Regions from separate parts of the Mus musculus genome. Here regions 2, 3 and 4 are each linked to region 1. A link is a contact called in public Hi-C and promoter capture Hi-C data. All regions are on one chromosome and are shown on one strand. Each heading gives the region's core, a stretch centred on a gene start, on an enhancer-like site or on the middle of the called end of the contact. The rest is flanking DNA. Distances are from core to core; before and after follow the strand shown. Region 1 holds the start of Smg7 (Smg-7 homolog, nonsense mediated mRNA decay factor (C. elegans)). Region 2 holds the start of Tpr (translocated promoter region, nuclear basket protein). Region 3 holds the start of Stx6 (syntaxin 6). Region 4 holds the start of Ier5 (immediate early response 5).

Region 1 (3,469 bases), core at 258-2,757:
TCTCTCCAGTGTAATGAATAACTACTTTCAAAGACAGAATAGCCACTCTGTTTACCACAGAACAACATCAATTCTCTTGCAATATAAATATATATATGGGACCACTCTTAACACATCGACTTCCACATCACTTATGTCTAAACAGCTAAAGAAAATCTTACTCAGTTATCTACCCATTCAATTCTCTTCTCCTCAAGGTTTCAACTCACTTTTTAAAAGTATCTTCCCAAATAAGACCTGCTATTTAAAAGAAAAACACTGTTCCTGAAAGACAAAAAGGCCAGTTTGTAAGTTCCCAGTCTTAGCAACTCCTCCATTAGCCTCAGGCACTAGCAACCTTATTTCCCATTGTGAAGGCTGTATTTTCCCCTCTAGTTTCCTCCAAGCTCTCACTCAAAATCCGTCAAACTATTCTGACTGCACACCAGCTGCTGTCTTTCCATTCAAAATGTTCTCGACGTCGGTGTTAATGCATGTGAGTCTTCTTTAAGTGTGCATCAATCCCTGCTTCCCCTCCCTTACCCCAGACACTCACACACACACACACACACACACACACACACATACACATACACACGCACGCACCCCCAGTACCCATGGGTCACTCTATCTCCTTCATACAAGTTCCTTACATCGCACCTAATGAATGCACACGACTCTCAGAATGGTATCTTCCAACTACAGTTTCTTTCGAGAACATCACCTTGTTCGTAGCACCTCCCTCTTCCCTCGTCTCCCCATCCTTTTTCCCCCTTTCCGGGCTCTCCGACCCCTCTAACTCTGGACAGAAGGCATTATTTCTCCTCCTTCCAGCCCGCGACTAAAGAACAAGCTCGCGTTTCCTGCGGGCTCCCCTTCCTCTCATTTGCCCTCCAGAATGCGCCCTCCCAACCCCCAGGTGTGCCGACTTCCATCCTCCTCTCTCCTGCATCGCCCCGGCCAGCACACCACGTTTCCCGGGCCGTGGGCTCCAGACCCCTTCACACCCACCTCGACTCTGGGTCGCTGCCGGCTCTCCTCTCCCCTACCCCGGCCCCGCAGCCTGCGACCAGAGGCGCGCGCGCGCGCGCGCACACGCACACACACACACTCACACACACGTTCTCGTCTCCCGCTTCCCCAACCTCCCTCCGCTCCTCGCCCGGCTTCCCCCGGAGCGCGGCTCGCCCGGCTTCCCGGGGGCCAGGCAGCCATGTGTGTGCCCGCCCCCTCCCGCAGCCGCCCGCTCGGCCCCGCGCTCGGCCTCCCCGCCCTGGGGACAGAAGGACGCCGCGACTCCCCCACCGCTTCCGAGTCCGCCGGTCCTCGGCCCCCCGAGAGCCTCCCCTTCCCCCGTCGCCACCACGCCTCGGCCAAGCTCCGGCGCTCACCGGAGATACTGCGCGCTCTGCAGGCTCATCCTCCGCCGCCGCGTCTCGCCGCGAAGCCTCCGTGGGTCTCTCAGGCTCCTCGGAGCGGCCCCGCGGCCCCGCGGGTGCTGGCGGTCGCCGCCATCTTCCTCTCCTCCGACTCCTCCTCGCTTGGCGCGGGGTGGGGGGGGGGGAGAGTGAGTGAGGCGAGGGGGAGGGAGTTGGGGGGAGCGGCTCCGGCAGCGGCTGCGGCTCTGGCCTGTGGGGCGCAGGGACGCTCCGGCTCCGGAGGGGGGGGGGAAAAAGAAGGGGAAAGGGGCGGGGAAAGAGGAGGGGAGAAGCAGAGGAAGGAAGTCGGGTTCGCTCTCGCGAGACTTCAGCAGCGCCGGTCCCTCTGGGTGCTTTCCGCCGCTCTGTAGCGCTCCCTCTTGGGATCGGCGAGCGGTGCGGTGCCCGCGCGCCGGCCGAACGATCCGGTGCTGGTGCCCGGCGGCCTCCTAAGGCTCCGTCCTGTTCCTCCCGGGCGCGGGGGCGGCCCCCGGCTCACCGCGGACATCGAGCCCAGAGCAGCCCGGAGTCACACTCAAAGCCTTCCGCCCGGCCACCCGCCCACTTCTCACTTCCTTCCTTCTTTCTTTTTTTTTTTTTTCCCACTCCTCCACTTTCCCCGCCGGAAACGCCACCCCTTCCTCCTACAGTTCCGCCCGCCAATTCCTCGACTCCGGTCGTCCCCTCGCGCGCCGGAGAGTGACGCAGAGGCCTCCCCCGTTTCAGCCGCCCCTCCCCGGGCACTCTGGGAGAAGGTTGGGGGGGGGGGGGGGAATAGGGCGGAGCCCAGGGAGAAATAGAAAGGAAAACCAATCCGATTGGGCAGGCCGCTGCCATGGAAACTGGAGGCTGTGGTTGTATTGTCATAGTAACTGCCGTGTGTAGACAGGGTGACCCTCCCGTAGAGAAACGGGTTCCCTGGAAACTGCCCAGGATTCCCCACTTGGATTCCCTGCCTTTTTAAAAGCCAGAAGTCGAAATGGTTATCCGAGTAGGAAAGTCCATTTCTTCCTCCCTTACTCTCCCAGCAAAAATTGGGGGAGACCCCGAAGCATTCATTTTAGGCATTGCCAGTCCCCCAAGGGTGGAAACCACCTCCATCGTTGCCTATCTGAGCCGGGTAGGGAGAGGGCCGGGCCCGAGAAGAAAAGGCAGGTTATGAAGGCCGGCGGCGAGTGGGTGGGAACGAGAAAGCGAGGGCGATGCTGCGAAGTCAGAGGAAAGGGAAGGGGCTTCCCCACCACTGTTTGAGGCTGGGCAGCGGGATCCCGCCAGAAGCGGGTCCCTAAGGGAAGAGACGGGCACATGACAACCGAGATGCGGCTCCGGCGATCGCGAATGTTCGACTTTTTGTAGCCGGTCGACCCTTGCCTAATTCCTACTCGATATCACCGGCGAGACCTCCCGTAGGCGACTTAGTGAGAGCTCGAACCCAGCCTAGGAGGCTAACACGCAGTTCTTAGGCATTTAGAATGGAGAGCGATCAGAAAGGCTGATGACGTTCTTTCCAGAGGTACCCTCAGAGAGAAAAGACGCTCCGTCATCGAAGGTTGATCTCCAAAGACCCCCTCCTCAAAAACATCTGCAGTGTTTTAGAACTTGCCATAAAAAAAAAGTATCTAGATTTATCTGCATGAGGGAGTTTAAGAAAATAATTTTCCATTTTGAGAACGAATATTTTAAGCATTTTGTGTCAGGTTTAGGGTTAAAATAGAAATAATGGATCCTGATGATGTGGAATCGTGTAGAATAAGTCATTCTGATGGAATGAAGTAATTATTGATATTTTACAGGTTTTATTTTCAATTGATGTTGAAAGTTATATAAGCAGCTATCCTAAAGTGTTTTAGAATAAGATCCAAGAACGCAGTCCTCACTGTATAGTTAAAACCAGCATTTTCAATGGGATCTTGGTTTTGGTTTGGGTACCTGATATCTTCCGGTTTTTCCATGCTGCCTAAAGAATCGCTTTACAGGTCTTTCTCTGAATCCAACTCCTATTAACCTAGAACAGTGTTTATTTGGAACGTGTTTCTGTTCTCAGGAAACGAAAGTACAGCCCACTTGGACAT
Region 2 (3,469 bases), core at 463-2,962, 2.5 Mb before region 1:
ACGATAATAAATCCAAAAATCTTTTGAGAAAAGAAAAGAAGGAACAAGAGTCCCAGCCAGATATGGTGGTGCAAGCCTGGAATTGCTGTACCCTTGAGGATGAAACAGACTTGGCGCTTTGAGCTGGAGGCCAGCCAAAGCTATATAGTGAGTTCTGGGACAATCTGATCTAAAGAGTGAAACCCTGCCTGGAAAGACACAGGAAGAAAACAAAACAACAATAACAAATATAATTACCAATTGCCATGAGAAAGCAAAGTTACTTCTCACTCTTGGGATAAGGAAATAAGGATACCATTCAACACATCTAATTTCTTATTTTAGATCTACTCCTTAGCTGCATTCTCTATGACAATTTATTGGTGAACTTCGATATTCTTGTTTCTAAAATATGGAAGCTGAATTTCTGATTAGTTCATTAAGAGGAGAGAGACTCAAATTTGTTTACCCAATAGTGACTGTAAAACGACTGTTTTCTACAAATTGTGCAAGGTGGGAAGGCACAAATGTGTGATTGCTGCTATGAGACAACTCCTAATAACAGCCACTTAGGTAACCAGTCTGCAATGACAATTATCTATATTGCTTCAATTCTACACGGGACATTTTTCTAAGGACTTCACATGTATTGATATTTAATACAAATTCCTGCACGGTAAGTACTATTATTGTCGTCTCCGTTTTATACATAAAGAAATCAAAAAGAAATGTTAAATAACTCCTCCAAATGACTAAAGTAGTGAGTGTGAAAGGTGGGATTTAAGTTCTCTCAATCTGTTTTGCTTGCGGTGGCAATGATACTCAGCCCTTCAATTGAATCATTGCAGGAACATCTCCTGTTCTCATCTCCTGTCCTCTTCTTCAGCTTGTGAATTCAGTTATGAATCTCCTACTAATTTAATCCCTCCCATCCCCTTCATTAAGACAGAGCCTGACTCCTAACACAGGCTGTCCTGGAATGATAACCCCCCCACCTCTTAATCCCTGTAGCTGACACCACAGGCATGTGCTCTCCTTATTTTCAATCAAAAGGCAACAAATTCTTCCAGAAAAGTACCCAGCCATGAAACGAAGTACACGCTGATATTGCTGAGTCGTGTTCGGGAAACAGACATAGTTCTGTTACTGTGGCAAAATGACAAGTGTCTCAATAAAACTGTCCTAAAAATGTTAAAATTAAAAACGTCAACATCAGACATTTGCCTGCAATGTCATCTTACTACATAAACAACAAAATTTGATTTTTTTTCTGTTTAAAATATTAACCAGACTACTTTAATTTCGCACTAAGTCATTCGGTACCTCACACCCACAAAAGCATGTAGGTACCAGGTTTGACACTAAGCTAATCTCCTCCGAACAGGGCTTGAGTGTGCACCAGTGACTGACTGTTCCATATGGTCCCTAAATCCTTTCTTTTCTCCCCGAAAAGGAAGCTGGTGGTGCCCGGGTGCACACATATTCCTTGGCCGACTAACTTGATCTCAGAATGTGCACATGTGGCAAATAAATCCCTGGAGCTTTCTGTCAGCGAGAGAACTCGAGTTAGGGTACAAGTAGCTACCTTCAAAGGCCAGGTGCCACTCAGGTCCCCACGTCCACAGCCAATGATCTCATCAGAAAGCGACAGCAGAGACACTTCCTACTCCAAACGCGGGTCGCGGCCCCAACGGGTGCAGACTGATGACGCAAGCCGTCCCGCACCCATCTCCGCAGCTCTTCTACCCAAGCGAGGGAGGCCTGCACCCCGCCCCTCTCGGGGCACCGTTAAGATCGTGGCGGTAGCCCAGAGCCTGTCGAGACACCCTGCCGTGACCCATGACCTCTGGTGGCTCGGCTTCTAGAAGTGGCCACAGAGGAGTACCCATGACATCCCGGGGTTTTGACGGTAAGGTCGTCTTGCTCCTCCGGGATAAGGACGAGGGTGGCTGCGTACTTATGTAGCGCCCCCGCGCGGGCACTCGTCACAGCCATAGGAGGCGAGCCGGGGGCGGGGAGAAAGAAGGAAGTGGGGCGAGAGGTGCGGCCTGAGCGCGCGTAAGCGGGTGAGAAATACACTACATTTCCCAAGAGTCTCTGGGGCTGGAAACCGGTGAAATCCCCAAAAAACTGGGGCCGAGGCTGCTGTGAACTCGCTTTCCCAGCGTGCCTAGCTCCCGGTGGCTGCGTGCGCAGAGAGGGCGCGGCGGCGCGGCTCTGGCTGCACCTAACGCGGGACTCTCTTTCCCAGGGTCCCGCCGCGGGAGTCTCAGGCGGGCAGGCGCGCGAGAGACCGCGAGCGAGGCGGCGGACGGGGCGGCTCCGGCGGCTGGGCTCCGCGCTTCTCCTTGCTCCTTGGCTTCTCCTTCAGCCGCTGCGGCTGTTGCCGCGATCCCGGCCGACATGGCGGCGGTGTTGCAGCAAGTGCTGGAGCGCCCGGAACTGAACAAACTGCCGAAGTCGACGCAGAACAAACTTGAGAAGTTCCTGGCCGAGCAGCAGTCCGAGATCGACTGCCTGAAGGGGCGGCACGAGAAATTTAAGGTGGAGAGTGGTAAGTGTGGAGACGCTCTTCGCGCTCCGGTCTGGAGCTGGGGCCCGACCTCCTTTGCACGCCTGCCCTCTTCTCCCTGGTGAGGTGTTCAGGTAGCAGCTTCTCAGGCTCCATGTGCAGCGGAGGCCTTCTCTCTTCTCCCCGCTGTGTGGTTTAGATCGGGGGGCGGGGGGATCCTCCCCGATCTAAATCCACCTTCGTTTACCTCGGTTTCCTTTTACTAAGCGTAGTCTTCTGTGGAAACTCCTCAATGGGCCCACCGACAGAAACTGGAGAATTTGGCCCAGTTTGCACCAGATTTTTAGGACTATGCAATCCTAATCTAATGTTGTTTTGCTGTACTTTAAATGACAGTTAAGCGCCCCCCCCCCAGTTTGTTTGTTTTTAAACTGGATTTATAAGCCTTTACCCATTTCCCCCCTTTAGTGCCTTGTTTTAGTGTGTATAGCACCCTGTGATCTAATAATGCAGTAGATGGTCGCGATGAGGAATTTGTATACAAAAGGACGGTACTAGAAAGAGCAATGAAATGCGATAAATGAATATATGGTGGTTCTCCCAGAGCGTTGAGACTTGATAGGAAATATATAATAAAAATATCTGCTTGTACGTTCTTGTCGTTGCTTTTGTATAAGGAAATTAGAGACATAGCTTAAATATTCTTGGGAGAAAGAAAACAGTTATTTAAAAAACAGAGCCGGGCGGTGGTGGCGGCGCACGCCTTTAATCCTAGCACTTGGGAGGCAGAGGCAGTCGTATTTCTGAGTTCAAGGCCAGCCTGGTCTACAGAGTGAGTTCCAGGACAGCCAGGGCTACACAGAGAAACCCTGTCTCGAAAAAAAAAAGAAAGAAAAAACAGAATTTTTTGTCACATGTTTTGGTTTATCATTAATTGAGGGAATGGGGTCTATAGTATGGTAGATTGATTAGAAATTT
Region 3 (3,469 bases), core at 474-2,973, 2.3 Mb after region 1:
GACCCCTCTACCCCAGCTCTCTTTTCTGGCCTGAGAGGCTGCCCTGCTTGTCTACATCACTGATCCTTCCTGCCTTTAGCCACTGTTTAGGAGCCTCCCAGCCCAGCCCCACACACCCACAAAATACGCTGGTATCTCAGCTCTGCTATCTAGGCTGTGCATTTCTCCAGTTACCTGTGCCCTCTCATTATCTGGAATTGAATACTCCTCTCCACAGGCCTGGGAGCTCCTTGGGGACAAGAGTATTCATCTCGGAGTCCTTAGTGCCCTGAGCAGAGTAAAGAAGCTCAGGTGTGCTGGATTTTGCCAATACTTTGTACACTGTAGGAGAAAGATGTTACTATGGTATCCATCCAGAGACAGGACAGTCAACAATTAAGAACCTGGCTTGACACGGCTTCTGGGACTAGCAGAGCTGAGGTTTGACCTTCAAGGATCAGGCTCATCTGCTCTTCCACTTACATGCCATTGTCAATGAACATTTTATCTCTGAATTTCAGTAGGTAGGTAGCCAAAGCCTGCAACTCTCCCGGCAGCTCCCCTTCCCGACACCTGCCACCCACCGCTCCTTCAGGAGTTCAGAGAAGCCTGGCGTCTTTGACTTTTGCTTCTCACTTCTCTTCTCCTCCCTTCCTCTATCATGTCCTCTTGCTGTCCTCTAAACAACAGCTTCCTTCAGGGGTCCCTGACGGCATTGGGGCCTCAGAGTTCACATAACATTCCTCCTACTCCACCCCTACACATCCTGGCTGTCCTAGAACTAGCTCATTAGACCAGACTGGCCTCAGACTCATAGAGATCCATCTGCCTCTGCCCCTTGAGTGCGGGTCTTAATGGTGTGTGCCACCACCACCTTACATCTTAAAGATGAGGAATTGAATGGGGGACTTCAGGTTCAAAGGGAATTTGTTTGATGCAAGCTCCAAGGAGACTAAAGAATTTGGCTAAGTCACGTAACCTCTCGGAGTCCAAGCTCATTCATAAAATGAAGATGATAAATAATAGGAATGTGACAGTGAGATAACTTAGAATCCTGTCCAATGCTCAGTCACTGCTCAGTGATTATCAATAATCAAAGGTCACAGTTCTCATCCAAGAAGTTACGCACAGTGTGTCTAATTGTGCCATATAAAATGCTCTGGATGTTCTGCAATCGTAGTTGAAAGGAAGTGATCCCGTCTGGCTCCTTCTTTGCTTTCAGAATGAAGTACAAATGTCCGGGATCTGTGGATCTGTGTGTCTGGGGTTGTGTGACCCTGTACAGGAAAGAATGAAGTCTCTAACAAATTAGAAACAGTAGGATCGTCCTCCAAAAGAGTATTGATTGAGGATGTTTATACAGCCTTTACACACTGCATGACCTAAGACCTTACCATAATCAGATCTTTTGAGAATCCTTTAGTGCAAGACGATGATTAGATGGGCATGTAAATCACAGGGAGTTAAAAGCAAGTATTAAAAGTAGAGAAAAGGTAAAAGGTCTATGCAAATCAGACACAGCAACAGCTTTCTTAAAATCCTCATTGCCTTCTCCAGGCAGCAGAAGACCGCCCCCACTATCCAGAGCCCCGCCTCTCGGGCCTAGTGACGCAAGCTAGGCTCCGCCCCTCTCCGGCGCAGGGCCTGGGCGATCTGGGTCACGTGAGCCTGAGTGCGGAAGTGAGGCTGCGGTACGCGTCCATGATTGGTAGTGGCGAAGGTTCTGGGGGCGGGGCCAGACGCCGGAGGTGCCGGGGGAGGAGGCTGCCGTGGGGGCCGGCTTGGAGTGGGATTCGACCCGCGGCGCTGACCGACTGCTGGACCGACGGCCGACGGGCACCCGGGTCTGCGCGCACTGCTGCTCCGGGTCGCCCCGGCCGAGGCGCTGGCCACGGTAGACCTCAGGGAGGGCTCGGGCTGCCGGGCCGGGCGCCATGTCCATGGAGGACCCCTTCTTTGTAGTGAAGGGGTGAGTGTGGGCCGAGGACTCCCGCCTCAGAGAGAGGGGAGGGAAATCGAGGCAGGGCGACACAGCCTCTGTGCTCGGACACCGCGCGTCGTTTGGGGCCGGGCCCCTGGGGTCCCACTATCGGCCCGCACCGCCACTTCCTCGGGGTCGCGCGCCGCAGGTGGGGAGCGACGCGCCGGAGCCGGCCGACAGCATCTGGGCAGGAAAAGGGAAATGGCCCTCTTGGAGTGGGCGTGCGCGGGGGCGAGCTCCATTGTGGAGTCGTGGAGCTAGCTCGGGACGGCCACCCCGCGGCTTGCCCGGTAGTGTCCAGCGGGTGCGGGAGCCGGTGCGGGAGGACGCGCGCTTTCCCGGGGGAGGAAAAGTCCTCCAGGCCGGGTGCTGATGTTGGAAGGAAAACAATATGCAATCAGCCAAACCAAACTTTCCGAGGGTTTCTTGTGAGCCACCGGGGTTTTCCCACCGTGTCGAAGGAAATGAGTGTTTCTATTGAACTCCTTGGTTTCATCCTGGGTGTTTGACAGGTTTCCCTCACTTCACGTTCTGCCTTTTTAGAAGCCTACTGCCCTCGTTTTGCGACAGAACTGTCCTGACTCCATCTTTGTTTATCTGTTGGGAGATGAAAACATCAATTGCACTTTGTTGTATCAACTTTGTAGCCATTACACAAAAGCAAGAAAGCGCAATTATGATGTCGCAACTTATTTCTAATAATGTGTCAGTTTTATGCTTTGAATGTCAGAGAAATGTCAAAAATCTGAGAACTGCGAAGTTAAGACAGAGTAAGTTCTACTGACTGCAAAGTGTTCTTTGCTTTTAACTAGTTGCTACTTGCATCTTACTTGTATAGTGGTAAAAGCTGACCAGTTGTGTGGGTGTTTGTTTTTGTATTTAAGAGTCCTGGGAAACTTAAAATGAGATACTTTACTATCCTTGGTGTGTACAGTCAATGCACAATCAAATATATTATGACTGCTTTTTTTTTTTTTTTTGGCTTTTTGAGACAGAGTTTCTCTGTGTAACTCCCTTGAACTCACTGAGATCTGCCTGCCTCTGCTTCCTGAGTGCTGGGATTAAAGGCCAGCTTGGCTAAGATTGTCTCTACGTTTCCTTAAAAGGGTTTTTCTTTTGCCTTGCTTTAATTTAGTCGGGGAATAGGAAGGTATATATTTAACAGTAAAATCTGCCTACCTGGAAATTGTGTTCTATATTATGGAATTGATTAAGATTTTAGTTGGTTTTGTTTTTAAATTTAGAGTTAGAGTTGTATACTTTTCCCTTGAATGGAAGGGTTTTCTTGGGTTTTTGTCTTATTTTGTGGAGTGGTAAGTGAATGTTGTGGCATGCATGTGGAAATCAGAGGACAACTTGCAGGAACTTCTCCTCTTTCACTGCGTGGGTCTCAGGGATCTAACTCAAGTCTCAGGCTTGGCCGCAGGCACCTTTGTCTGCTGAGCCATCTCACCAGCCCCAGAACTGAAGTTTTTGACATTCAGGTTGCAAAGGTTATCTCTGGCAGTG
Region 4 (3,469 bases), core at 417-2,916, 2.2 Mb after region 1:
GACGAACTCCCTCTAGTCTGAGGAAATCCTGTGAGAAAACGCCACTCCGCGCCCCGGTGCGGTCGTAGCTTTCATGAGAGAGAGGTGTGTGTAAAGTCCCTCTCTCCCCCAAGATCGAACGGGGAACTCCCCTTCCTCGAGCCTTTCTGCAGCTTCCTTTTCTGTGCTGCTGGCAGAGGAAAGTCCCTGTCTGCACCCCCAAAGTCTCAAGCCCCGGGGAAGGGGTGGTGCATTCCAGAATCACAGAACAGTCTCAACACAAGACAAACTTACACACGGACACACACAGATACAAAAGTTAACGATCGATCGTCCTCTTCCAATAAGCCTCCAACTCTAGGTCTCAGGATGAGACTCGAGAGCCACGGCCCAGCCGGGCTGCCCCTTCTGGGGCGATGTGCTGCCCGGCAGCAACCAGTCTCCCCTACGCGCCCAGCGCCTACGGTCTCGGCTCGTCCTCGCGGCCGGGAGAGGCCCCGGCCGCACTTCGGGGACTCCCGCTGCTCAAGCTCCAGCCACTCGGGTCCCGGGGGCTCAGAAGGCCACGATGGCTGTGCTCCAGGGGCTCATGTCTCTCAGCACCGGCTTGTCGCAGCAGATCTGCCCCGGCTCGGCGGCTTCCGGGCCGCCCTCCTCCGCCTCCTCTTCCTCTCGGCCGCCTGCGGGGCTTTTCCGTAGGAGTCCCGAGAAGCTAGACCCGAAGATGCTGATGAGGTTTGCCACGTTCCCGGTCTCCATCTCCTCGTCGGTGTCGTCCTCGCCGGTGACTGGCTGCTCCTCCGAGTTCCGGCGCGGCTTCTTGAGAGGGGTAGAGCCGGGTGCCGAGCAGCTCGCGCGGCCGCCACCCACTCCCGCTGCGCCACGCTTCCTGGGACACGGGGCGGGTGGCGCGGGGGACCCGTCCTCGGAGGACCGCTCCTCCACGGCCGGGGGACAGCCGCACGGGCGGCGCACTGCCCGGGGCCCCTCGGGGCACGCGTCCGAGCCACCTCCTGAAGACGCCGCGCGCGGACGCTCCACGCGGCCCCAAGCAGCTGCCGCCGAGTCCTCCTCTCCGCCCCGGAGAGCTTCCCCCGATCCGGCCACCGCGGCCACCGGTTCTGAGCTTCCCGCTCCGGGCGTGTGGCACACGGAGGGACGCTGAGGCTGAGGCTGCGGCTGAGGCTCGGGCTCCGGCCAGGCGGCACGGGCGACCGGCGGGGGCGGCTCTCCCCAGCCGGAGGGTGGCCCGGCTACAGGCTCTCCAGGCTGCTGAGGCGGCGGCACCGCCGGGGTCCCCGCAGGGCCAGCCAGGTAGAGGCCAGGGCAGGGGTCACTCAGGTAGACTTGGCGGGCGCTGCGCAGCACCAACGACACCAAGAGGTTCTTGTGCAGCTTGATGCCGCCGCGCTGGACCCGCGAGTTGTAGATCTTGCCCAGGGAGATGCTGACGATGCGGTGAGCCTCCAGCTTGAACTCCATCCTGCCTTCGCTTCCAGACGATAGGGTGAACGCCTGCTTGCCTTCTGAAGCTGCGAGAGGAGCTGTAGGCGGGATCAGGTCTTCCTCTGTGGTTGTACCCTCGGCGTCTGAAAGCTCGGTGGAGAAAAGACCTGGTGACGCGTAGTCCCCCTCCGCCGCTTCCCTTCAGACAACAGAACCGTTCTGAGCCGGACTCTAAACTGAGCGCTGCGGGGCCACACTGCACCTTATATATGCTCCTCGAACGCCAATCACAAAGCGCCGCTAACCGTTCTGGGCGGGCAGATGTGCCTCGTGCTCCGCCCCCGACCAATCAGAGGCAGAGGAGGGGCCCCAGGGCCTGTTCAAACGTTAGTCCCGCGGAGCAAGCTCTTAAAGGGGGAGATTGCAGGCAGCCCATTGATCATGTGCGGTGGGATTTGTGTTCAGAGGCGTTGATAGAGGAGAACGAGGCCCACAGAACTGTATGTAGTAAGGGATTCCGCTTTGTGATGTACCTTAGCACACTGACTGGAACTTTCATTCGTTTAGTGTGCTGGAATCTACTGCACAATAAAATTCAGTTCCTTTCATACACAATTTCCAGCTGCTCATAGCTGTTTCAGCTGTAATTTCTGGTCATTCTTGGCAGAAATGGAAGCGATGACAATATATGACAACTAGCACGATATATTTGAGATATTATGTTGGAGTTAGCCCCTTTCCCATTAGCGTTATACTCAGCATTTAACTACAAACAAAAGGGAACGTTCTAGAAATACCCAAGCTTCTGCCTTATGAAGGAACAGAATTCAGGTACAACGTTGTTTGTTCTCACCTAAAGCTGGCATCTTTCATTTCGTTCCCCAGATTCTCAGTTATCACATATTTTAAATGGAAGATGTTACCTATTTCTCCACAATGGTTTTCTTTGTTTGTCTGTTTGTTTAATACCCCCCCCCCACACACACACACAATAAGTAACTGATCTATTTTGGGGGAAATCTAGTAAGTTCTAAAAATACAAATAAGTTCTGGTTTCCCATGTTGATTATGTAAATTGTTTTTTGTCAAGTATGGGGGGAGGGTTCCTAAAATTTTTCTGGTCAGTCAATGTAGTCCCATCCACTGAGTCTTGCAAATCCCTGTCAGAAGGACCATGACAAGATTGTACTGGTGCCTGATGGCTCTGTAAATTGCCTTATGGCCCTGAAGTTTCAAATATAAAATGAAGAAATCACAGATACACCTTCTTTATTACACAGAAGATAAATGGCAACTCTCAGAGTCAATCTAAATAATAAAGTTAACCACAGCTTACACGGTGTCTATGTGAAAGGTTTGCCTGACCCTACAATAGGTTTGGCCATTTACATGGAAGAAATACTAGTGAGAGGTAGGCTTGATTAAGAGCCAGTTCACAACCAGGATGCCTTCAGATCTGATGGTTTGGGGGATGCTAACTTTGGCCACTATTACTGCTACAACTGAAGCCCAGAGTCCCTCCCTTCTAGGAATTCTCAGCCCACATAGAGAAGGAGAGAAAATAATTATAACATGTAGCAACAGCAACATATGTTCAGTAATAGCATGAGGTTCTTCTCCGTTTTCTCTCTTGGAAAATCTTTTTTATTTTATTTTATTTTTTGACAAATATTTATTGGGTATTGAAATCCAAGACCACATCTAGATCCTGACCACTCACCCTTAAAGCAACAGAGTTGTCCCTACTTCATCTTCAGGTTTCCTAAGAAGAGCAGACCAGTGAGGCTCTGATGGGGCCCAGTGCATTACAAGTGAGAGTGTATCAGGTAATGCTGCATCTCACAGACAGATTTATCGATGCCGCGTAGTAAGTAGCACTTGAACGAGTGTACAGACATATCCCATGTTCCTGTCTAACACAGCTCGCTTAAATTTACAGGCCAACTGACGATCCGTCTGGGGTGGAGTCAGTGAGCTGTCTGATAGCCATGGGCAGGTTCAGGACCTGGTCCTTTCAAAGCTTTGTTTGTTTCATCAGCGCTTC

What was found. Hi-C and Micro-C count contacts between places; a contact is called where the count stands out from the background. Capture Hi-C pulls out chosen DNA fragments and counts their contacts.
Region 2: a contact with region 1 is called in a promoter capture Hi-C map of liver, with 5 times the contacts expected there. The contact joins the promoter of Tpr here to the promoter of Smg7 in region 1. A contact is called at or near these places in 3 of 39 promoter capture datasets (erythroid cells and liver), 3 of 484 Hi-C or Micro-C datasets (B cells, CD8 T cells and regulatory T cells), 3 of 115 datasets of contacts at active chromatin or transcription factors (CD4 single positive thymocytes, astrocytes and double positive thymocytes) and 1 of 9 other capture datasets (liver).
Region 3: a Hi-C map of CD4 T cells shows a contact between it and region 1, with 4 times the contacts expected there. The contact joins the promoter of Stx6 here to the promoter of Smg7 in region 1. A contact is called at or near these places in 2 of 39 promoter capture datasets (both in liver) and 1 of 484 Hi-C or Micro-C datasets (CD4 T cells).
Region 4: a Hi-C map of CD8 T cells shows a contact between it and region 1, with 12 times the contacts expected there. The contact joins the promoter of Ier5 here to the promoter of Smg7 in region 1. A contact is called at or near these places in 1 of 39 promoter capture datasets (liver) and 1 of 484 Hi-C or Micro-C datasets (CD8 T cells).

What each region holds. Positions count from the first base shown.
Region 1 is chr1:152,901,139-152,904,607 of GRCm38.p6, forward strand. It overlaps Smg7 (Smg-7 homolog, nonsense mediated mRNA decay factor (C. elegans)), which reads right to left and starts at 1,508. Exons shown (of 23, transcript NM_001160256.1): 1 at 1,371-1,508. The coding sequence starts at 1,399.
Region 2 is chr1:150,391,126-150,394,594 of GRCm38.p6, forward strand. It overlaps Tpr (translocated promoter region, nuclear basket protein), which reads left to right and starts at 1,713. Exons shown (of 52, transcript NM_133780.3): 1 at 1,713-1,888; 2 at 2,231-2,533. The coding sequence starts at 1,819. It overlaps Odr4 (odr4 GPCR localization factor homolog), which reads right to left and starts at 1,930. Exons shown (of 14, transcript NM_145511.2): 1 at 1,565-1,930.
Region 3 is chr1:155,156,980-155,160,448 of GRCm38.p6, forward strand. It overlaps Stx6 (syntaxin 6), which reads left to right and starts at 1,724. Exons shown (of 8, transcript NM_021433.3): 1 at 1,724-1,948. The coding sequence starts at 1,914.
Region 4 is chr1:155,097,970-155,101,438 of GRCm38.p6, forward strand. Ier5 (immediate early response 5) reads right to left here and starts at 1,667. Exons shown (of 1, transcript NM_010500.2): 1 at 1-1,667. The coding sequence starts at 1,461. The coding sequence ends at 535.